5 separate regions of the Mus musculus genome follow, and regions 2, 3, 4 and 5 are each linked to region 1. A link is a contact called in public Hi-C and promoter capture Hi-C data. All regions are on one chromosome and are shown on one strand. The core of a region is the stretch at or near the end of the contact, and the rest is flanking DNA. Distances in the headings are between cores, read along the strand shown.

The links. Promoter capture Hi-C pulls out the DNA fragments that hold promoters and counts their contacts. Hi-C and Micro-C count contacts between places; a contact is called where the count stands out from the background.
Region 2: a contact with region 1 is called in a promoter capture Hi-C map of 3T3-L1-derived adipocytes, with 2.7 times the contacts expected there. The contact joins the enhancer-like site here to the promoter of Gemin6 in region 1. A contact is called at or near these places in 10 of 39 promoter capture datasets (3T3-L1-derived adipocytes, the C10 cell line, the HPC-7 cell line and 6 more), 1 of 115 datasets of contacts at active chromatin or transcription factors (embryonic stem cells) and 3 of 9 other capture datasets (adipose tissue, liver and pancreatic islet).
Region 3: a Hi-C map of CD8 T cells shows a contact between it and region 1, with 6 times the contacts expected there. The contact joins the promoter of Cdkl4 here to the promoter of Gemin6 in region 1. A contact is called at or near these places in 9 of 39 promoter capture datasets (the 3T3-L1 cell line, 3T3-L1-derived adipocytes, the C10 cell line and 5 more), 15 of 484 Hi-C or Micro-C datasets (the Ba/F3 cell line, CD8 T cells, the G1E-ER4 cell line and 7 more), 8 of 115 datasets of contacts at active chromatin or transcription factors (the HPC-7 cell line, bone marrow-derived macrophages, effector CD8 T cells and 3 more) and 4 of 9 other capture datasets (adipose tissue, embryonic stem cells, liver and 1 more).
Region 4: a contact with region 1 is called in a promoter capture Hi-C map of liver, with 2.6 times the contacts expected there. The contact joins the enhancer-like site here to the promoter of Gemin6 in region 1. A contact is called at or near these places in 9 of 39 promoter capture datasets (the 3T3-L1 cell line, 3T3-L1-derived adipocytes, the C10 cell line and 5 more) and 2 of 9 other capture datasets (liver and pancreatic islet).
Region 5: a Hi-C map of B cells shows a contact between it and region 1, with 20 read pairs. The contact joins the enhancer-like site here to the promoter of Gemin6 in region 1. A contact is called at or near these places in 14 of 39 promoter capture datasets (3T3-L1-derived adipocytes, the C10 cell line, the HPC-7 cell line and 8 more), 1 of 15 datasets of contacts at CTCF or cohesin (large pre-B cells), 25 of 484 Hi-C or Micro-C datasets (B cells, the Ba/F3 cell line, CD8 T cells and 14 more), 14 of 115 datasets of contacts at active chromatin or transcription factors (the HPC-7 cell line, T-cell acute lymphoblastic leukemia, bone marrow-derived macrophages and 5 more) and 4 of 9 other capture datasets (adipose tissue, embryonic stem cells, liver and 1 more).

The regions. Positions count from the first base shown.
Region 1 is chr17:80,223,007-80,226,001 of GRCm38.p6, reverse strand. It overlaps Gemin6 (gem nuclear organelle associated protein 6), which reads right to left and starts at 1,551. Exons shown (of 3, transcript NM_026053.4): 1 at 1,332-1,551; 2 at 238-381. The coding sequence starts at 362.
Region 2 is chr17:79,845,985-79,848,979 of GRCm38.p6, reverse strand. Atl2 (atlastin GTPase 2) reads left to right here. Exons shown (of 13, transcript NM_019717.3): 13 at 1-590. Among named protein-coding and RNA genes, the nearest start is that of Atl2, 49 kb to the left of the region's middle. Within about 2 kb of position 1,474, at least 4 of the 459 cell types and tissues checked have an H3K27ac peak or open chromatin away from gene starts, as enhancers often do.
Region 3 is chr17:80,575,945-80,578,939 of GRCm38.p6, reverse strand. Cdkl4 (cyclin-dependent kinase-like 4) reads left to right here and starts at 1,456. Exons shown (of 10, transcript NM_001360143.1): 1 at 1,456-1,608.
Region 4 is chr17:79,863,793-79,866,787 of GRCm38.p6, reverse strand. It overlaps Atl2 (atlastin GTPase 2), which reads left to right. Exons shown (of 13, transcript NM_019717.3): 3 at 1,612-1,746; 4 at 1,981-2,085. Among named protein-coding and RNA genes, the nearest start is that of Atl2, 31 kb to the left of the region's middle. Within about 2 kb of position 1,492, at least 11 of the 459 cell types and tissues checked have an H3K27ac peak or open chromatin away from gene starts, as enhancers often do. A contact at or near this core is called in liver, where this site is marked.
Region 5 is chr17:80,559,537-80,562,531 of GRCm38.p6, reverse strand. It overlaps Cdkl4 (cyclin-dependent kinase-like 4), which reads left to right. Exons shown (of 10, transcript NM_001360143.1): 2 at 1,958-2,182. The coding sequence starts at 2,015. Among named protein-coding and RNA genes, the nearest start is that of Cdkl4, 16 kb to the left of the region's middle. Within about 2 kb of position 1,556, at least 36 of the 459 cell types and tissues checked have an H3K27ac peak or open chromatin away from gene starts, as enhancers often do. A contact at or near this core is called in B cells, the Ba/F3 cell line, CD8 T cells and 7 more, where this site is marked.

The DNA.
Region 1 (2,995 bases), core at 302-2,801:
CCTTGGCTACAGGAGACCCTCTGGAAGGAGAATTAGAAGAGGGGAGAATTTCTCTTTTCTATTCCTATAACTATGTTTAGTTTGCTACAGCATCCCATAGTTAAAACAGCAGCAGTTAGGCTCAAAAGCAATTATTATGTGTGAATGACCAGTCTTTGATTGATCTGCCTTCTCAGCTTGGATATCCGGGGCCAGTACATAGGATTGTCATTTCACAAAATTAAGTTGCATACTCACTTGGCAGAGACTGGATCTGTGGTTAGAAGCCATCCTTTATACTCCTTCTCACAGGCTATCACTCTCACTTCTTTATAAACGTAATCTTCCCATTCTAAGGGGCTTTTCTTCATCCATTCGCTCATGGTTACCAGTTGCCCAGATCTAGAACCATTATCAATTTGGGTTAATCACTATGGATATTCCACACAAGCAAATGTCTTTTTTTAAAAATATTTTTAAAGATTCATTTATTTATTATATGTAAGTACACTGTAGCTGTCTTCAGACAATCCAGAAGAGGGAGTCAGATCTTTTTACGGATGGTTGTGAGCCACCATGTGGTTGCTGGGATTTGAACTCTGAACCTTTGGAATAGCAGTCAGTGCTCTTACCCACTGAGCCATCTCACCAGCCCAAGCAAATGTCTTAATGATCGCCATTCTGTAGGCAGTCTGTAATTTGCCTGAAAATAACGAGTTTCTTAATGCAAGTAAGCACTGATACATAGAGCCAGTCTTAACTCACACCTACAGTCCCTACCTACTAGTAGTGCTGAGACCAGCCTGGTAACATAGTGTGCCGTCTCAGATCTCAGAAGAACAAGCAAAACGCCCATCTGGGGTATAAGAAACTGATACTATCTTTGGAGAATTCTTGAGAATGTTTTGTTTAGTATATCTGGGAAGGGGTATTTATAATTCAGACTGATGGTAATAGTGAATGGCCACAGGTACAATTCTTAAAACTCCTGTGGCATGTCTAGTCCCACCCTCTGCTCCCAATTCCGGATACCGCTTTCAACCTGGCTTTGAACCTGGCCCGTAGATAACTCAAACTCTTCGGGGCTGGAGAGATGGCTCAGCGGTTAAGAGCACCGACTGGGAGGTCAATTCCCAGCAACCACATGGTAGCTCAAAACCATCGGTAATGGAATCCGATGTCCTCTTCTGGTGTGTCTGAAGAAAGCAGTGGTGTGCTCATATACAATAAAGAAATCTTTTTTAGAAAAAAGAAGAAGCAGCCACTTCCGTTCCGCTTTCCTTAGATAAAAGGATTTCGCCCTAAACCCCTGACAGACATAACTGATGCGGAGTTCTCGGATTCCCACCTACTCTTTCTAGATGACTCTCCACGGGCTTTGCGCCAATTTTCTCGTAAAGCGCTGAGGACCCGTTAGCGAAGCTCTAGAGCTCCAACACCAGGTCCTGTCCAGAGGCCGCCATACCCAGAACTCTGCACGACTCAGGGAAACGCCGCAGAGACCCTGGCTATATTTCTACTTAGCTCACACGCCGCCGAGCGGGCTTGAGTCGGCCCGCCTGAGCCCAGCATGCTTTGCTCCTGACGTCATTTCCTTCCCCCAGAATCCTCCATCCTGTAGTCCTTTGCCTCCGTTCTTGCACTGCAGGTTGTGTCCAAGGGAACTTGAGTTCTCCTGGCCACCGTGAACGTCTCAAGAAATCTTTGTAAGAGGAAAATGTTCGTACCTCAAAGCTTTTTAAGTGGGGTATGAAAATGCGATTTTGCCCTGAATTCAACACAAAGCTCTCTGGGTAAACCTTAAGGCTCTAAAAGCCGAGGTGAATGGCATGAATTCTGGTCTAGCTCGTTTTGGAGCCGGTTAAAATGCGTGCACCTTTGGGGACGTGTTCTCAGTAAATCTCAAGAACAGTGGTGAAGTTGGGAAGATCAGCACTGGATTTTTTTTTTTTTTTTTTTTTCGAGACAGGGTTTCTCTGTGTAGCCCTAGCTGTCCTGGAACTCACTCTGTAGACTTCGCCTGCCTCTGCCTCCCAAGCAGCACTGGATTATGTTGTTTCTGCTTCAGATTTCTGGGCACGTAGCTGACTGGGCTCTGACATACTGCAGAATCTTCGAGACTGTGATACTGAAAAGTGGTGCAAGGCAGTAAATGCTAAGATTCTGCCTATACTGAAAAGAGAAAAAAACAACCCTCTCCCCCGCCAAGACAACAACTACAACAAAAAAACCCACCAAGGGCGATGAACAAAAACTGAGCTATAAAATTGTCAAGCCAGAGGTGGGCGTGGTGGCGCACGCCTTTAATCCCAGCACTCGGGAGGCAGAGGCAGGCGAATTTCTGAGTTCGAGGCCAGCCTGGTCTATAAAGTGAGTTCCAGGACAGCCTGAGCTACACAGAGAAACCCTGTCTCAAAAAAAAAAAAAAAAAAAAAAAAAAGATTGTCAAGCCAAGCAGCAGAAACATTAAATATGAATCGGTTTTTTAAAATTACTACTTGAAATTCCATATCAAATAATCCTTCCCAAAACCTTCATTTATTGAATGATTGACTTCATATTAATGAGATTTCATGGATTAAGTTAGAGTTTATCAGTTAAAACCCTCTATAAAGCTACAAGAGCTAATGTAAATTCCAAGTTATTAAGAGTGTGGGAGAAAATGTTTGACCTTTAAAACTACAGAATAAAAATCTACAACTGATTTGTGACAACTGTTCAGTTGCATTTTAAGTTTCATTCTTTACTGCAAACCTGTTTGGCTTATGTTTTCTTCCCCTTTTGAAACAAGGACATGTCCCTACTCTGTCCAAATTATCAGAAATTTAAGTTGCATTTGGGCCACATGTGGTGCATAGGACTTTAATCCAAGCTTGTGGAAAGCAGAGGTAGGCAGGGAGTTTGGGATCAATTAGTCTACATAGTGAGTTCTAGGCCAGCCCTGCTACAAAAAAAAAAAAAAAAAAAAAATTAAAAAAATTTAAAAATCAGTTGCAACTAGATACAAGATATTTAA
Region 2 (2,995 bases), core at 225-2,724, 380 kb after region 1:
CAGGGTGCACCGAGTTAGAGCTCAAGGTATTGTACTTTAAAGCTGAGCGTGTAAAAAGTTATTTTTCGTGTCTTTTTATGTAAGGGATATTTTTTGTGATAATCTATCTGGGGATTTAATAATTTTAATCTTTTCTCCATCTCTTCCCCCACTCCCATCGTGTGTGTGTGTGTGTGTGTGTGTGTGTGTGTGAGAGAGAGAGAGAGAGAGAGAGAGAGAGAGAGAGAGAATGAATATGTGTGTGTTTGCGTGTGGGCTATATATGTAAAGCTACCATTTTTCCAGTACTTATAACCTCCTTTACAGAGACCTATTAAATCGCTCCTATTTGGTTTTTAAGAGAATTCAGATGTTGAGTTGCATGCATGAAGGTCTGAGTTTGCTTTGATTGGCACACTTCCCTCCCACTCTGACCCAGTCCTACTTTATATGGATTGTATTTGTTTCCGTCTGTGGTAAGCAGCTGCCTTCTCATCTGTTCCTACACAGAACGAATCCATCCGAACAGTCTCTCTTTCTCTGACCACTTTGTTTTATGAATGCTGTAAATTGTTTTTATGAATGAAAAATAAAAAGTTTGTTGTATACTAGCAAGTGTTCTGAAATTAAAAACTTACACAGTTTAAAACTCCCCCTCCTTTTTTTTTCTTTTTAAAAGTAAAGTCTAGACCACTGGGCGCTGTAGTGTTTCTTGCTAAAATGGTGGTTTTCCTCTAGAAGTATCTTCAGGACTCCAAGGAAGACTTTAGTTTCGTCTGGAAGGCCCTGGCCATTGTTAGGTAGAGGCAGAGCAACCAGAACAACAGAAGGGGCCAGGGACAAATACCAAAATAACACTGGAATGGGTGCATTTTCTGTGCTACAGTTTTGGGTAATGATACAAAATAGGTTTTTCCTTTCTTTTAGAGATGAAAGGTTTTTCTCAGTGACAGAATTTATCTTTTTAAGACACATCTTGCGAAAGGAACAACCTTTGGGGCTCTGATGGTGAGTCTCATCTTTCATGAGTATAGATTGCTAGTCATCTTTGCTTCTGTAAACAACTTATTTATAAAATTAAATTGTGTTATCTCACTCATGAGGTTTTTTGCTTTCTTTTTAATGATGTATTTGTGTATCTGAATGTGGGTATGTGCACCTGAGTGTAGATGCCCACAGAGTCCAGAAGAGGGCATCTGGTCCCTCTGAACTGGAGTGGTTGTGAGTTGCCCAGGATGGGTGCTGGGAAGAGAACTTGGATCCTCTGAAGAGCAGCAAGTGCTCCTAACTGCAGTGTATAGTTTCAAACACTGAGCAGGGGCTTATTTTGCTTGCGGAATTGAACCACGCAGGCTAGAGACTTCACTTCTGGCATGACTGCTTTTTTAAAAGTTTAATTTTAGTTAAGGACCTTTCAAGAAACACCTTTAAAGAGGGTGTTTGATCTTGGTTCCTGTACAAATACCTATAATGGGGCTCGGGAGATGACTTAGTGCTTGCTGTGTAAGCATTAGGGGTAGAGTCTGAATCCTCAGAACCTACCAAAAGCTGGAATCCCAGGGCTCCTATGGCAAGATGGGGAGCAGAGACAGGTGAAGGCCCGGAAGTTCAGGCCAGATAGCCTGGCAGATGCAATGGTATACAACAGTAGTATACAACCCCAAGGTAGAAGGCAAGAACCCATACTGAAGTTGTTGTCTGACTGCTCCACACCAGGGCCTGCATGTCAGCATTCACACATGGATGTTCTCTCTCTCTCTCTCTCTCTCTCTCTCTCTCTCTCTCTCTCTCTCTCTCTCTCTCTCTCTCTCTCTCTCTCTCGCTTTCTCTCTCCCTCTCCCTCCCTCCCTCCCCCTCCCCATGTGTCACTTTTCTCCCCATCTCCCAAGTGGCCTTTTAGATACAGATCTGGTTTTAGCCAGGTAAGTAAGAAGGCAATTTTGATTGGCTGCTTAGGGCAGTGTGCCTCTATCACACACTTAGACTTTGGCTTGAAAATTAACAGTCTGAGTCCTTTCCTGCTAACCCAAGTGAGTTTATATGTGCATATTGATTGTCCATTCCTGGGATGACGAAACTCATCTTGGGAAGAATTGGCAGCTGTGTTCTGCCAGCCATCTTTGTTTCCCCTTGGGAGTACCTTATACATCAAATTACTGTCTTGTTTGAATTCTGTCTTTAGCCTCTGTCCATATCAGATAACTTCCAGGGAGTTTTTCAAAAGTTAATTTGTAATCAAAGCCAAATTGGAGCCAAATCTGAATCAGGGCAGAATTACTGCCTTATTGACTTTACTCTGATACTGGGCCCTAGGAACTTCTTTGGATATATATATATATATATATATATTACTGGATTTAGGCAGAGAAACTGTCCTTAACATATTGCAACAAAATACCTATGTTCTTTCTGCAGAGTGACTTCAGGAGCTCCTCAAAGATCTAGATCAGAAGTCACCAAAGATTTTTCTAAAAAAAGGTTTGGAGAAGGAGTAACATATTACTAGTTCAATAAACTATTTCCACAAGGTTCATGAAATTGAAGGAGATTCCATCAAAAACAAAAAGTTTCAGCATGGCGTGGTGCCACACACATTTTCTTAGAGCTCTTGAAGGCACAGGCGGAAGCAGGAGCATCTCTGAGTACTAGGCCAGCACTCAAGGCTTAAGGCAGGAAAATAGAAAATTCAAGACAAGCCTGGGCTACAAAGTGGCACCCTGTGTTTAAAAAGGGGGGGAAAAACCATGTCTGAAGCTTGAGATACAGAGGAGTAACCATCTTGGGTTAGATATATGCTGTTGGGCCACATTCCCAAAGACTGCCAGTACCAAAGCAAAGTGTGTGTGTGTGTGTGTGTGTGTGTGTGTGTGTGTGTGTTGGGGTTCATCTTATGTCTATGGGTGCTTTGTTGGCATATATGTCTGTGTCACCTGCTTCACTGGATTTTATTTGACATGAAAATAGGATTAGGCTATATATGGTAGATTTTCTTTCTCCTTGTTCTTGTTTTTTAAAA
Region 3 (2,995 bases), core at 207-2,706, 350 kb before region 1:
ATATGCACAGCACACGTAATATGTATAGAGAGAACAAACGGTATCTTGGATATGCTTTGGGGAAAGAGAAACTTACATATAGACAGCTGTAGACATCCTTGGTAGAAGAAAAGGAACTTGATATGCAGGGATGGGCTGACGGGTGATGCTATAGTTGAAATGCAAAAATGCCGCATGTTCAAGGAACGGTGATGTTAAATGCAGTAGAGCTTTGAGTGTGTGGACAAGGACCTGGCACAGAACCAAAGTGGGCCGGTGAAGAGTCTCTGTGTAGATGAGTAGCTTGGAGAAATGGGGAGCGAATGGGGAGCATTCACAACTGTGGAGACAGGAGACTCAAGTTCAGAGTCTTGGCTACGTAGCAAGTCCCAGGTCAGCCTAGGCAACATGAGATCCTATCTCACAAAAGGTGGAGAGGAGCCAGTCCTTGTGATCTTTAATCCCAGCACTTGGGAAGCAAAGGCTAGCAAATCCCTGAGTTTGAGGCCAGCCTTTTGTACATAGCAAGTTCAAGGACAACCACCAGGACTGCATAGAGACCTTGTCAGACTGGGGAGACAGTGGATAGAGATCTCCATGCAAGTGGAAAGACTTGAGTTTAAGTCCCTAGAATCCCTGTGAGCTGGATGGACTCCATCTGTAACACCAATGCTCTTGGGGCAAGATGGAGAGACAGGAGAATCTTTCCAAAAGTCACAGGCCAGCCCCCCTGTCATACACAAAAGAGGACAAAGACCCTGTCTCAAGGTGAGAAGCACGCACCACACACACACACACACACACAGAGTCCAGTAAAGATGGAATTAGGCCAACATGTTTGTATGTACATAAAGTGGACTACTGGTGCACCTGATGAGAAATGTTTTCTAGCATACAGGCAGAAATTATATAAAAATGGGTAAATGTGAATTCTGGTCTTGAATGAGTGAGGTAAATGTGCTTCCAGATTTCATTCCGTTTAAAATGTGATCCTTGAGCATATTCCTGAGGAAATGAGGAGGTGAGGTACAGGAGGAAAGGAGACACCTACTAAGAAGGGAAGATCAGACAATACATACATACATACATACATACATACATACATACATAGCATATGGTACGTGTGTGTGTGTGTGCGCGCGTGTGTGTGCGTGCGCGCGCATGCGCGCGCCTTGGAGTTCAGTTTATTCTGTGGGTAACGACTGAAATTAACATGTTTGTTAACATGTTTGTCTCGATGCCACATTCAATGATATCTGCCTTGCTTTCTTCCCCACTGGGTGACAACCCCCCCCACCCCCGCCCTACTCTGAATCTGCCCAGGGTCTCTGGAGCAGCGTCTCGCTGAGTTACAAAAATGGCGTTAATGAGCCACGGCTGACTCTAAACAGCTCAAGGAATAAGGTAAGAGCTATGGGTGATGGATGGAAGGTAACCCTGCCAGGGAACGAATCGAATAGAGAGAGCGAGCAAGTTGTGTGGAAGCTGCGCAGCCTGCGCGTCCTGGTTGCCCTGGAGACACCGCAGAGGCTCGGTCTCTCGGGAGTTCTGTGGTGGCAGCAGACTGCGCGGGCTGGGGCTCCCCGAAGCTGAACACCATTGTGTCACCGTCGCCGGAGGCTGTGCCGTGTAAGTGCAGGTTCCCTGGCGGGGGAAGGCGGAGAGCAGGGTCTGCGGGGCTCGGGAGGGCGGGGGTGAGGGGGCGCACCCGCGGAAGAACGGGCCACCCGTGGTCTCGTGGGCCGTGGGGGTGCCAGAGAGGGACAGGGACGCACCTGTGCATCTAGACACCTCTTGTGGCCTGGACGCAGGGGAAAGTGAAGGCTCAGAGGCTTGGAAATGAAGTGAGTTTTTGCCAAACTTCCAGGTCTTTTTGTCACACGCCTGAAGCGTGGGGACATAAAGAAAATGAGTTGTATAGATTGTGTAAATGACGTGGTGGGCTTAGTTTGTGAGAATCTAACGAGATCGATTTCGTTGACGGGAACACCTTCGTGCACAGGTGTGTGCTTTTAAATTGTAACTCGCAAAGACAAGTCTGAATGATCCGTAGAATCCATTTTCCGATCAAGTTTATTAAACATAATGCATGTTTGGTTTTATTGGAAACAGTTAACTACAAACTGTGGGTGGCATCCTCAGTGAGCTTCCCGGCTCTGAAACTGTCTCTGCCCCTCCACATTTCTAAAGCCAGGGATTGGTGGTGGTTGGTTTTTGGTTTCCTGGGACCTCTTAGGTTAGGGGAGTTCTTTGTCCACCCTTCCTCGCCCTCTGTCTTGATTTTGTTTGCCTTTGTATTCCTTGTACTTCTTCAGCCCCCAGGACTTAGTTTGTGAAACAGTCTTGAAAACTAACCGAGTGTTCTTTTCTCCTGTGTACTTTATTTTGTAAATCATTAATAGTGAGGAAATTCCGTAGCAACTTTCTAAGGAATTTTTTTTTTCCATTTTTTATTAGGTATTTAACTCATTTACATTTCCAATGCTATACCAAAAGTCCCCCATATCCACCCACCCCTAAGGAATTTTAAAATCCCGCTATTACACTTAAACTCAGCCCCTGTCTGTGGGTCTTAAAATCACTGGTGACCCCCAGCCTGCTTTTGTCCTTGGCCTTTGTAGATAGAACTCTATTAACTCAGGGTCAAATACTTATAAATTCTGAAGTTAAGAAGGTACACCACTTGAAGCTAAAGGTGACTGATAACTATGGCAAATATTTTCAACCCACAGCTATATTCATTTAATCTTGCCCAAACACAGTGGTAATAATAATCAACATATTCTTGCAGGTTTTGCTTTTAAAAAGAAAATTAGAAAATGAAAGTATAATAAGGCAATGCAAGCCTGGCGTGATGAATGGTGGTGTGAGGGAGGTGGGGCTGGGGTGGGCACCGTTAGAGTCAGCTGTGGAGAGAAGAGCCTGCCTTTGGGGATTGGACATTTGAGTTGGACTGTGAGAAATGGAGAAGTCTGAAATATGACCCTGAAGGGCCAGACAGCCCAGACGGAGATAT
Region 4 (2,995 bases), core at 243-2,742, 360 kb after region 1:
TCTTTCTACCTTACATGTCTCCTTTGTCAGTCACATCATCCCCCACTGCTCTTGTCTTCAATATCTCTCTGCCCCTAATTTGGGTTTTATAATTTGTTTTGGATTAGATTCAAGTTTATTAGAAATTTCTAAAACAAAGAAATATTTTCTTTTGAGATGCTTTAAATTGAGAATAATATGTAGACTTTAAAGTGTAGGCATCTTGACATGGCAATTAGTCATTGACATCACATATTTAGTATTCTAGACCAATTATGTTGTGGTATATTAACAGTATTTATAAATATTATTTATGGTAGTGGGCATTGAATGTAAGACTTGTGTATAGGTGAGTACTTTCCCACTGCACTGTACCCCAGCTCCATACTGTATAGTTATAGTAGTTGTAGCTCTGTGGCTTGAGTTATAAGATAGCCCTGCCCCCTCCCTGCTTTTCCTGGTGATGAGGACCAAACCCAGCGCCTTGGGCTTCTTAGGTAGAGGTTTCATTACAGAAATACAGACAGTGTTATGGACTGCCATGCTCCTGTAGACCTGTGGTCTCGTTTTATCTATTTCTTTGTGTATGTGTTTCTTGGACTGTTTTAAAGCAGTTGCCAGGAAGATGCATATTTTTCACCATAAATATTTAGACATCTAGTAGCTAAAGACTCAGTTCTATTTTTTGTGCACAAAAAAGTGTCATTTTGTGTGCTTTTCCTGTTTTTTCTTTTCCTCCTTAACTTTCCTTCCCTTTTCCTTTTCCTCTTTCTTTCTTTCTTTCTTTCTTTCTTTCTTTCTTTCTTTCTTTCTTTCTTTCTTTCTTTCTTTCTTTCTTTCCCTCCCTCCCTCCCTCCCTCCCTCCCTCCCTCCCTCCCTCCCTCCCTCCCCTCTTCCCCCTCCCTCCCTCCTTACTTCCCTCCCTCCCTCCCTCCTCCCCCCCTCTCTCTTTCTTTCTTTCTTTTGTCGTTTTTATTTGCTTGTTTGTTTTCTAGAGAGAGAAAAGCCATGGAGTTGGATATCGGGTGGTGGAGAAGCTCTGGGAGGAAATTTGGCAGAGAAACCCTGTTCAGAATAAATATAGTGTATGAAAACATATCTTAAATAAAAGAAAAATGTTTATATCCATTTAACATTATTGCATAAGGAGTCCAGATATCTGTTTGTTTCATTAAAAACCACCCCCTACCCCTTACCCCTTAAACCAGTTTGCTTGAATCGGGTTCCAAACAAGTTCTAGGAGACAGTCCCAGCAGTGGGAGGTGTTTTTGTATACACTGTTCTAGGCGAGGGTCACTGTCCTGCCTGCTGTCTGGGACGTGGTTTTACTCTTCTATACAACAAGATATTAAAGTAGCTTCCATATTTTATCATCTTTAAACACAGAAAAGCTTGCCAGAAGAGGAGGAGTAGGCGCACATAAGCCCATTTACCTAGATGGCCAGGTTAAGTGGAGGCTGCGATCTGTGTGACAAAGGCTGATTGGAGGAGACTGCTCCTAGCACTCTGCACAGGACTGTTTGCATAATGCTAGACTGGGTGTTCTCTCTCTGGGTGTTGGCTTCTTCTCCTTTATGAGCTATGAAATGGGTGAGTTGTGTTTGTTTTACATTTCTCTTTGATTTTTAACAGGATTCTCAAAGCTGGATTGGTGGAAACAATGAACCCTTGACTGGCTTTACGTGGCGAGGTGGTTGCGAAAGAGAAACAACAGGCATACAAGTTTGGAATGAAGTGTTTGTGATTGACAGACCTAATGGAACAAAAGTAAAATTCTACTTATACTTTGCTATTTTCTCCTGTATTCTTTTCTTGAGCAATTTTCTGGTATTAAAATTTAAAAGAACACAAAACTATTAATGATTAATATGTTAAAATGTACAATGGTATGTAAATACTTTTCTTGACTTAATTACTGCTTTGAACTTTATTAATGTATGATTTTTGTAGGCATTTTTGGTGATTCTTTTACTAAGTATTTTAAATTTAACGAATTCCTAGGTGGCTGTGCTGCTAATGGATACCCAGGGTGCCTTTGATAGCCAGTCAACCATTAAAGACTGTGCGACAGTGTTTGCTCTGAGCACTATGACCAGCTCTGTGCAGGTGAGCGTGCGTGTTGTCAGTTCATAAAATCCTACCTTTGTGCAGCCACCGAGGAAGAGACTTGATGGAAGGAAAATGGATTAGACGATAGAGCTGGCTGCATTTCTTCTTACTTAGATACTAAGCTGTAAGATGATAGACTTTGCCTTAGATGTAAAGGATGAAGTTACGTCAGAGCCACCCCTGCTTTCATCGCAGAACAGCCTTTTCATTAGTTCTCTGAGGATTTCATCCCAACTCTCCCAGACCCACCCCTCTCCTACCCACCCAGCTTTGTGCTCTGAGTTTTCCTTTTTCTCAGGTAACTGTTTTCATACAGTATTCTTGATCCTGTTTTCTCGATCCCCTACTTCCTACCCACTGTGTCCTCATTTTTAAAACACCAAGTGCTGCTGGGGTGTGTGGTGCACCCGTGCACATTCAGGCAAACGTTCCTACTCCTAAGATCAAAAGTAAGAAAGTTTTAGGGGAAAGTTATTGAATAATGTTGGTAATTAAAATCAATCACATGATTGCTTAACCAAAAACAAAACAAAGATACTAAATAATTAAACAGCTACCTAGTTTTCTATTTGGTTTCTCTGATAGTTCTTGATTATTTGAACTAAAAATCCCCATAATTAATTAATGTTTTATTGAGACAGGGTTTCTCCGTGTAGCCATGGCTGCCCTGGACCTCATACTGTAGACCAGGCTGTCCTTAAGCTTAGAGATCTGTCTGCCTCTGCTGCCTGAGTGCAGGGATTAAAGGCGTGTGCTGCCACCATCACTCAGTAACAATATTTAATTTAGAAAACCCAAGCAATAGGGGTTTGTAGCACTGGCTTGGCTTGGAAAGGGTGAAGTCCTCCTGCGTTACATATGCACAGTGCTCTGGTTGTCCTTGTCCTACCACGTTCTCCTTGCCTCA
Region 5 (2,995 bases), core at 307-2,806, 340 kb before region 1:
ATGCCATTGTACTGGCTGGTTTTGTGTCAACTTGACACAGCTGGAGTTATCACAGAGAAAGGAGCTTCAGTTGAGGAAATGCCTCCATGAGATCCAGCTGTAAGGCATTTTCTCAATTAGTGATCAAGGGTAAAAGGTCCCTTGTGGGTGGGACCATCTCTGGGCTGGTGGTCTTGGTACTATAAGAGAGCAGGCTGAGCAAGCCAGGGGAAGCAAGCCAGTAAAGAACATCCCTCCATGGCCTCTGCATCAGCTCCTGCTTCCTGACCTGCTTGAGTTCCAGTCCTGACTTCCTTTGGTGATGAACAGCAGTATGGAAGTGTAAGCTGAATAAACCCTTTCCTCCCCAATTTGCTTCTTGGTCATGATGTTTGTGCAGGAATAGAAACCCTGACTAAGACAGCCATGAATTAACTCAGAGGCAGGGCAGGCAGTGTGGTGATTTCAGATGTGCAGTGTGGAACCCAGAAGACCGATTGTAATTCTGCACTTGCTTCACTGCGTTTCAATTTTCTTACCTGTACAACTGGATCAAGCAGCCCTAGCATACTATATGTAAATAAGCACTGCTGTTTCAGGGTGAGCTCCTACAGTTATTAGATTATACATACAAGATTCCACTGGGTAAAGAGGTGGACTTTCTGAGGCTCATTACAAACTTTTATAATGTTAATTCCTACCCTGATTTGATTAATCATTTTGGTATTATTTCTCATCGAATGTTTAATCTAGCCACAATTATAAACATAAAACAGTGCAAAAAAATAATAAAAATGAGATCTAGTATTTTCTAAGAAGTCCTGTGGATATGGAACGACTGCAGGGAAATTAGAAAATTTGACCTTTTTGTTGTATTATAATTTGTTTGTTTAGGGGTGGTCTAAGAATTGGTCACCCTAATACAAATAAAAGCTAAGAACAAGAGTGCCTTGCCAGGTGGTGGCAGTGCACAGGAGGCAGAGGCAGGTGGAGGTCTGAGTTCAAGGCCAGTCTGGTCTACAGAGCAAGTTTCAGGACAACTAGGGCTACACAGAGAAACTGTCTCAAAAAACCAAATAAACAAAATGAAAGAAAGAGAGAGAGAAAGAAAGAAAGAAAGAAAGAAAGAAAGAAAGAGAGAAAGAGAGAAAGAAAAGAAAGAGAAAGAGAGAAGAAAGAGAAAGGATAACCGTGCCTTGACCAGCAGGATGGAACAGATTATAAAGGCACTTGCCAGGCAAGTTTTACAACCTTGGTCACATCCTCAGGACCACGTGGTAAGAAAGGACCGGTACACACAAGCTGTCCTCTGACTACCACACTCTAGCTGTCACACACACACACACACACACACACACACACAATCTCACATCCGTTCCAAATTTACCGCCTTCTACACAGACATATACACCTCAGATTTATATCATATCCATACACATCTCATATATCTCATATACACAACAACAACAACAACAACAACCAGAATAAATGGAATCCAAACATTTTAAGGAAATAGTGTCCTGAGAAAAGCCGCCTTGTTCAGCGACCATGGTTTTCCCTCTCCTCTCCACCAGGTGGGGACGTTGAGCTTTGTAGTCTGCCTTGTTGCGCAATTCTTCCCCTTCACGGTGGGGTTCCGGTGAGCTAGCTAAGAAGGCAAACACCTTCCTTATTCAAGGGTATGAAAGTCCAGCCCCCTTAGCTGCATTTTACAGCCCTGTATTTTAATCATTTACTCCAGGTAATAAAAACAATAAATCGGACAAGGCTTGGTTGTGTTAACTAAATGTGGTCAGCACAGAGCCACTGTCAGAAATGACCCCAGAAGACTAGAGAGCTGTGCTAACAAAATACCATTGAGAGTTCACTTCTACTGCACACAAAAAAGCAAACATTAAAGTGTGGAAATAAACCTTGGGCCACCCAGGCAAACCATCCTGTATCCGCTTGATTAAGAAAAGTCGTTCTTATTTTCCAGGTGCAACGCTGAACTTCAAGTCGACCGGTACACTAAAATTAAGTCGCTGTAACTAAAATGGAAAAGTATGAAAAGCTAGCTAAGATCGGAGAAGGGTCTTATGGCGTTGTATTCAAGTGCAGAAACAAATCTTCTGGACAAGTAGTAGCGATCAAAAAATTCGTGGAATCTGAAGATGATCGTGTCGTTAGGAAAATAGCCCTGCGGGAAATCCGTATGCTGAAGGTAGGTCCGTCCCGCTCTGCAGGCGGCATCTGCACTCTGAAGATGCTGCGTGAGGCAGGCACACTAAAACGAGTGAGAAGAGACAGGGTTTCTCTGTGCAGCCGTGGCTGTCCTGGAACTCACTCTGTAGAGCAGGCTGGCCTCGAACTCAGAAATCCGCCTGCCTCTGCCCCCCAAGTGCTGGGATTAAAGGCGTGCGCCACCACTGCCAGGCGACAAGTCCGACTTAACTCCTGGGGTTCAGCCACTTTGGGAAGCATTGTTGGACTTTGGCTTCTGACTTTAACTGGATGTGTGAGTAGGGGGTTAAAACATGGAAGCATTGGCCTTCAGTACACCACATCCTGATTTGGAAACATCCACCCAAGTGTCCTGACCCCACTATTTACCAGATGCCTGCCTTGTCTTCTGGACATTGCCCCCACACACTTTTCCAACCAACCAGCAGAACTACAGGAGCACTTCCCTTCCCGGCAGAGAGGGGGCCCCCAGTACCGGTGGAGGTATCAACAGGACCTGCCTGTGCCTAAGAATCACCCAGCCACCTTCATGGTTTTTACATTGTTTCCTTTTGTTGCCATTGTCTTTGATGGAACTCCATGTAGAAGTTTCATGTGTTCCCAATGGAAATGTTTGCCCAGCCTAAAAATCCTTACATTTTTTAAAAGAACTTTCAGGCCTGGGGTGTGCTTCTCCAATGCGAACATCCGTGGAACCCCTAAATCTACTGAAATACAGAGTTTAGAGGTAGAGGGATCTGGGATGGGTTCCAAAGTGTCTCATTTTTAACAAGCTCCCAGGGGTGGAGACACC